Linked DNA regions of Sus scrofa: region 2 is linked to region 1. The links are chromatin contacts, called in public Hi-C maps. All regions are on one chromosome and are shown on one strand. The core of a region is the stretch at or near the end of the contact, and the rest is flanking DNA. Distances in the headings are between cores, read along the strand shown. Region 1 overlaps IST1 (IST1 homolog). Region 2 overlaps DHX38 (pre-mRNA-splicing factor ATP-dependent RNA helicase PRP16).

Region 1 (3,571 bases), core at 624-3,123:
TGTAGGCCAGCAGTTGTAGCTCTGATTCAAACGCTAGCCCGGGGACTTCCATATGCCGTGGGTTCGGCCCTAAAAAAACCCCAAAACAACAAAAACAAAAAGATTTCCAAGAGTTGGCTTGGATTAATCTCAATTATCTATGCCTTTTTGCCTATTTCATATAATTCAGCACCATTGGATATTTAGCATCCTGCAGAATTTTAGGATTAAAAGGGACTTCAGAGGTTATATTGTAGGAACTTCAGTTATGTTCACTGTACTGTGTTTTATTATTGTAGAAAGGACATATAAACACACATTTTTATTTTTTCGGACAATTCATTTACCTACAGTTTTCTAACCTGGTTAACTGAAGTCGTAGTACAGTGTAAGTCTGTGGATCTTTGGTGGATCTAGGTCCTGCCTTTTTTGTTCTTGTGTAAAAATGCAGTCCTTGTGCTGGACATCTTCTCTTTCCTCCTCCATAGCCATTTATCATCCCTCTCCCTCTGATCTATATCCCTGGAGGTACACTGGTGCACAGTGTGTATCAATTCCTTTGGTTTCTTCTTCCAACAGGGGTAGGGGGTTAATACCAGTAGGAGTGAGAGCTAAGTATTTATTCCCCTGCTCCTTCCGGCGAGGTTGTTGCAAGTTGTCTGCATGCCTCTACCAGTGATTCTTATTTGGTGGCCCTTTCCCTATAGTGATCCTCTAGAGGGTTCCATTTCCTCATCTTTCCCCTTCAGACCTAAAGCTGTTAATGGTTCTGTGGCGATACACTGTCCTTTGTTGGTTTCTCTAAACGTTATGCACACCTTTGTAAGTAAGAGCTTATTAAAATTCTCCCCACATCACGCAGGTGTGGATACAGTGTGTTTCTAGCTGGTCTCCTGATTGTTAGACTTCTTGAAAGGGCCTATGATTTTATTCACTTTTGTAAATTTGAAAAAATAAATGTTGTTACTGAATCATAATACTTGTAATATGTGTTCGTTTTTACCTGCTTTCTACAATACACTTGTAGTAGGATTTTGAGGGAGTGAAACTCCTCCACACATTCTCTGCCAAGAGATTAACAGCGAAATGTAGACCTAACTGGAGTTCCCATTCTGGCCCATGGAACAGAATCCATCTAGTGTACATGAGGATTCAAGTTCCATTCCAGGCCTTGCTCAGTGGCTTGAGGATCCCACATAGCCCTGAGCTGTGGTGCAGGTCACAGACCCAGCTTGGGTCCTACATTTCTCTGGCAGTGGTGTAGGCCTGCAATGGTAGCTGCAATTTTACCTCACCACCAGGATATTCCACATGCCTTGGATACGGGCCTGAAAAGCAAAAAAAAGAAAAGAAAAAGAAAAAATATAGAATTCATTTGAATATTTTCAACTTTATTCACAAGTTGGATTTATCTTTGCAACATGCTTTTTTTTTTCTTCTCTTTTTAAGGACCACCCCTGTGGTATGTGGAAGTTCCCGGGCTAGGGGTTGAGTGGGAGCTGCCGAGCTGCCTGCTTCTGCCACAGCCAGAGCCAGATGGGAGCCGTGTCGTGTGCCTGCCTCGAGGCTCACGACAAACTCAGACGCTTAAAACCCACTGAGGGGGCCCAGGGATCAGACCTGCGTCCTCGTGGATGCTACTCCGGTTTGTTACCACTGAGCCACAGCGGGACGTTTTAAAGATCTTCATCTCTGCTCATGCACTCAGCCCCTCCTTGAGTGAGTGAAAATCGTTTTGGAAACATATTAGACGTTTAATGGTAAATTCCGGGTTTGAGAGCTCCCCGTTTGAGGTCGCTATGAATCTGATCATGCAGTTTTGACTCCTACTGTCTGTCCGACATTCATCTTGGGACGATGGTAGTGCCTCACATTGGCCACAAGGTGGCGGGCTTGCCCTTCTGAAGAAGTCTCCCTCTTCTTGCCCATCCCAACTCAGCTCCCTCTGTAGCCTGGAAGAGAGGGGTGGCATAGACTCACCGGTTGATAGAAGCGGGCAGAGTTCATCGCCCAATCCCCCTTTGTGAGACCTGAGGTGTCTGGCTCCAGACGTTTTTGCTTCTTTTCCTCATTCCAGAGTTTGGGGAGAAATGATTGAGTAGAGCCCTGGGTATAAGTTTCAGGTGTACAGTGTGGTTGGACCTGCATACATCATGCAGGGTCATTCATGGCTCCCTGTTTTTCTATATATGTTTTGTGATTCAAGACTGCGAGTCCACTCTTCTTAGGAAGGTCGTTTCCTCCAGGCAGGATTTGTGATTGCTTCTACCAGGTGCCTGGAAACACCATTAACCTGGGACCAACATAAAGTAGATTTTTAGCTTGCAGTTTTGGGGCGCACCCAGGCACTGTGAATTCACATTGCAGAGCCACAGAGGGACCGGCTCGTGGTCCTCATTTCTCGTGGGTGATCTTTTCCATGTCTTCCCCTCGTGGCCAAGGATTGGAACGGGCAGTTTACCTTGCAGTCTCGACCAGGAGGGTGTTGACACCTGGAGTCCCAGTTCCAATCGGCCTGTGTGTGTGTGTGTGTCTGTGCCCATGCGCGGCCCCCCCGCCCACCAGAGGGCTGTTAGAGACCCTGCTTTGGATGGGCTTTGAGTTTGGTCCCCAGGTGCCTGTGATTTCAGGACCGAGGAAGATAGAGCTCAAGTTTGCCTCCTCACTTGTCAAATGACTGCCAGGTGAAGACTAGCTTTCAGTGTTCTTCCCTGCAAAGTTATCACTTTGGCTTCTTTTTTGGCCTGTGTATTCCTGGTTTTCCAGCTTTCGGTGCATTTAGTTGTGGAATGGGCACTGCCGAGCTGCCAGCTTTCATCACAGCCATGTCCGTAGCCAGATGGGAGCCGTTTGGTCTGTGTGACCTACACTTCAGCTCTCTGCAACTTGGTATCCTTAACCCACTGAGTGATTCTTTGGATCAAACCCATCCTCACGGACCCTGTATCATGTCCACACAGTCCCAATAGATATATTTACCTATACAACTGATTCCCTTTCGTGTATACCTGAAAGTAATACATCATTGTACGTCAACTATGGTGCAGAGAAATTACATTTAAACATTTGTATCAATTTTGATCATTTAAAACATTTATGTATGTCATACTACAATTTTTAGTGTCTCAAATAGTGTTGCACTATATGACTAAGATCATTCACTTGCGTTTAAGAGTTCGGATGCACTTAGGTTTTTTCTTATCTCTGCTGACTTGTTACTCTTATTGGGCAAGTGTCTGGTAGAAGAAATGACTGTAATAGTTACTGTTTTTCTGGCTGTCTTTCTATTTCTCAACCATTTTTGGTTTTGAATACTTGGAGAATAAAGATAGTGTCTGTAGCTTGTCAGCACTAGAACCTCCTATAGCACCAGACATCTTATAGTTGTTGAATCGAAGTTTTAAACTTAGGATTATGAGGTGTGTGACATTAGCTATAATTAATGCCATGCTTTAACTGTACTAAACTTGTGTTTCTCATAAACCTTCTTCTTCTCTCTGGTACTTGGATTTTACATACAACACTCCCCACCTCTTCGTCCTGGGTTAGGATAGTCTCATCCTCTTTTTACCTCATGCATATCTTGTTTGTC
Region 2 (3,571 bases), core at 464-2,963, 120 kb after region 1:
AGATGCTGCTGATCCTAGAGGCTGGGGACCCATGGAGGGCCTGCCCCTGTTGGTTCCCTCATCCTATGCTGCTGAGTGGAAGAAGTCACCTCTCCAGGCAGCCCTGGGGGTGAGCAGCCTTGGGTTGGAGGAAGACCTCTGTAGAATGTACCTGTAGCAGGTGACCAGTAATTGCAGCCTTCCTCCCCCAGGAGATACGTTTGAACACATTACATCATGGGTTCTTTTTCACTTCTCCAGTTATTCTGTCTTTCTTTTTTGTTCTGTTTTTAAAAAATAATGGATTCACTACAGAAATTCAGAAAATACAGGGGGAAAAAAAAAAAAGAAAAAATTTAGCCATAATTCTAGTCCCAGGATCCTTGGTTCCAGAAATGAAGCCAAGCACATAGGACACTTGAGCAGACAGTGAATTGGCAGGACTGAGTTTTTAATAGGTGGAGATTTGTGATTCAGAGAGAAAAGGAGGTGGGGGAAGGCAGGAGGCTTTTCTCTGCACTGGCTGCTCTGGGTGCACTGCCCATGGCGTCGGTCCCTGCAGGCTCTACACCCAGAGTGCCTACAAGAACGAGCTCCTGACCACCACGGTGCCTGAGATCCAGCGGACCAACCTGGCCAACGTGGTGCTGCTGCTCAAGTCCCTGGGGGTGCAGGACCTGCTGCAGTTCCACTTCATGGACCCGCCCCCGGAGGACAACATGCTCAACTCCATGTATCAGCTCTGGATCCTCGGGGCCCTGGACAACACAGGTGCTGCGGCCAGGAGCTGGGCAGGCCTCATGGGCTCTGGTGTCTGGGTTCTCCCTCTTCTGGCACCGTATCAGTTGGCTAGATCTGCTCCTCTGTCCCAGGTGGTCTGACCTCGACTGGGCGGCTCATGGTGGAGTTCCCGCTGGACCCAGCCCTGTCCAAGATGCTCATTGTGTCCTGCGACATGGGCTGCAGCTCTGAGATCCTGCTCATCGTCTCCATGCTCTCGGTCCCAGCCATCTTCTACAGGCCCAAGGTGGGAGATGCTGCCCAGCGCGTCTTCCCAGAGGCCTTGGCGGTTAGGGGCTTGAGAACGGTTGAGAGAGGGGAGTGGTTTCTCTCTGTATTGTATTAAGATGAACGGAGGGGCAGGAATCAACGTTTCCAAAGAGGGATTTTGCTGTTTTATGTTAAGCAGTAGGGGAAGGGATGGGCTAGATCCGTTGCTCTCAGGGAGAGTTTGGAAATATTCGCAAGATCATTTTTTCCTAGTATGGTTGTCCCAGAGCCCTCACATTTTAGATGAAGTATTTCGTTTTAAACTAATTTTTTTCTATGTTGTCAGGCACCATATGGATGTGTTTTAAGTTGTGTGTGCGAGTGGGTGATAGTGTGGGATGGCTCTTCTCAGTAGGCCTGGACTCCCCTGTGCTTGGAGTAAAGGCCCTTTTTCCTCCCCAGGGCCGAGAGGAGGAGAGCGATCAAATCCGGGAGAAGTTTGCTGTCCCTGAGAGCGACCATCTGACCTACCTGAATGTTTACTTGCAGTGGAAAAACAATAATTACTCTACCATCTGGTGTAACGATCATTTCATCCATGCCAAGGCCATGCGAAAGGTGGGGGCACTGGCCCAGATAAACCGGGTGTCAGGACGAGGGGTGGGAGGCAGGGGAGAGGGCTCTGCTTGTCCGCCTGTGTCCTGCTCTAGGTCCGGGAGGTGCGGGCTCAGCTCAAGGACATCATGGTGCAGCAGCGGATGAGCCTGGCCTCGTGTGGCACCGACTGGGACATTGTCAGGAAGTGTATCTGTGCTGCTTATTTTCACCAGGCAGCCAAGCTCAAGGTGAGCCCCTTCCTGGCCTGATGCTTTGTACCAGGGCAGAGTTCTTCCTTTCTCATTGTACAGCCTGCAACCCTGGGGCTCCCCCAAAAGCCGGTGTCAAAACAGTATGAAGGGATGGGGTAGCTGGCCAGGTGTGGGGTGTTTTGCTGATGCGGTCACCTGCTGGGTCTCTTCCCTAGGGAATTGGGGAGTATGTGAATATCCGGACAGGTATGCCTTGCCACCTGCATCCCACCAGCTCCCTCTTTGGAATGGGCTACACCCCAGACTACATTGTTTATCATGAGTTGGTCATGACCACCAAGGTGAGTCTTTGCCGAGGCAGCTTGCATGACGTAGGCCCACCGGACTGGGCCAGGCCTTTGTAACCCTTGACTCCTGTGATGACCTTTGAGCTTAGGAGCCTTGAAGCCACATGCGTTGCTTTCAGGGGAGTTGGTTTTCAGTCGGCTGTTTGGGGAAATGTATACAGAGTTGTCCTCTAGATTACAATGCCCTTGGCTGTGCTGGCAGGATTGTTTCCTGCTTGTTGCCTGGGACAAGCAACCCCTTATGCTGTTGTTAGAAGGGTTTTCTGAGGGGTGGGCCTTTTCTTTTAGATACCAGGGAGCTTTTTCTCAAGCATGGAGGAATTTGGGTGGGAGAAGGGATTAGAATTCCAGTGTCTAGGGCTTTTCCTTGCTTTTTTCAGTCTCACAGGGCTGGGGGCAGGGGCCCTTCCCACAGAAATCCTGATTGTGGGAGGGACACCTCAAAGCAGTGGCCCTTCTGTGACCGCCCCCTGTGGCCCTTCTGCTTGCAGGAGTACATGCAGTGTGTGACTGCTGTGGACGGAGAGTGGCTGGCAGAGCTGGGCCCCATGTTCTACAGCGTGAAGCAGGCAGGAAAGTCTCGGCAGGTAAGGATCCTGCACTCTTCTCAGGAGGGCCTGTTCGGCTCTGGGGTCCCTTTTGCCCTCGGCCTGGTATCAAAGGTAGAGCATCATCTGACTGCCCTTATTCTCCCTCAAACATCAAAGCTGTGATCCAGCAGGCTGGTCTGTCTCATGTCCTCCCACCTACTCCAGTTGCTTGATCTGCTGAGCCTTAAAAAAACAATTATGGAAAAGTCCAAATGTCCATAAAACTGGAAAAAAACAAGCCATGAATTCCTCATGTAGCCTCCGTAATCATCAGCGTTCTGCCACCTGTGTTGCTCTCATTCCCACCCCCACTCCACGCACATCAGTTTTTTTCCTGGGATATTTTAAAGGCCGTCTCAGACAGTGTGTCTCTTCACCCACAGATTCTCGAATGTGCATCCCTAAGAGGACTTTAAAAAAATTAAAATATAACCTCCCTGGAGGCTTAATCTTTAATGTCGCCTCAGTCTGCCATCTGTTTGGTTTCCCTTTTTATCTCAAGGACAATAACTGACATGATTAAATTAGGGCCCAAATACTGAAATTTGGCATATATGTTAAGTCCTTTGTTCTGGAACAAGCTGTGCCCTCACCCTTTATGGCAGTCATTTATTGGCGAAAACAAGTTGGTCATCTTGTAGAATGTTCCATGTTCTGTCTTGGGCTGATTGCTTCCTCAGGGTGTTGTTTAATTATGCCTCTATCCCGTGTTCCTCGTGTAAATGAGAAATTAATCTAAAGCGTTGGTTAGATTCAGGTTCAGCTCTTCGGAGCAAGGATGCGTAAATGCACGTAGTGCTGTGAACTTCCCTTTAGATCCTGTCGGAGGCACCTACGGTCTGGTGGTCCCACTTCT

What was found. Hi-C and Micro-C count contacts between places; a contact is called where the count stands out from the background.
Region 2: a contact with region 1 is called in a Hi-C map of fetal liver, with 2.1 times the contacts expected there. The contact joins two enhancer-like sites. A contact is called at or near these places in 24 of 47 Hi-C or Micro-C datasets (alveolar macrophages, blood, brain and 13 more) and 2 of 2 datasets of contacts at active chromatin or transcription factors (alveolar macrophages and skeletal muscle).

The regions. Positions count from the first base shown.
Region 1 is chr6:14,891,243-14,894,813 of Sscrofa11.1, forward strand. All of the region lies in intron 1 of IST1 (IST1 homolog), which reads left to right. Among named protein-coding and RNA genes, the nearest start is that of ZNF821, 23 kb to the left of the region's middle. Within about 2 kb of position 1,874, at least 9 of the 83 cell types and tissues checked have an H3K27ac peak or open chromatin away from gene starts, as enhancers often do. A contact at or near this core is called in fetal liver, where this site is marked.
Region 2 is chr6:15,010,513-15,014,083 of Sscrofa11.1, forward strand. DHX38 (pre-mRNA-splicing factor ATP-dependent RNA helicase PRP16) reads left to right here. Exons shown (of 27, transcript XM_021093857.1): 20 at 542-750; 21 at 852-1,006; 22 at 1,432-1,587; 23 at 1,680-1,814; 24 at 1,994-2,119; 25 at 2,617-2,712. Among named protein-coding and RNA genes, the nearest start is that of DHX38, 14 kb to the left of the region's middle. Within about 2 kb of position 1,714, at least 2 of the 83 cell types and tissues checked have an H3K27ac peak or open chromatin away from gene starts, as enhancers often do. A contact at or near this core is called in fetal liver, where this site is marked.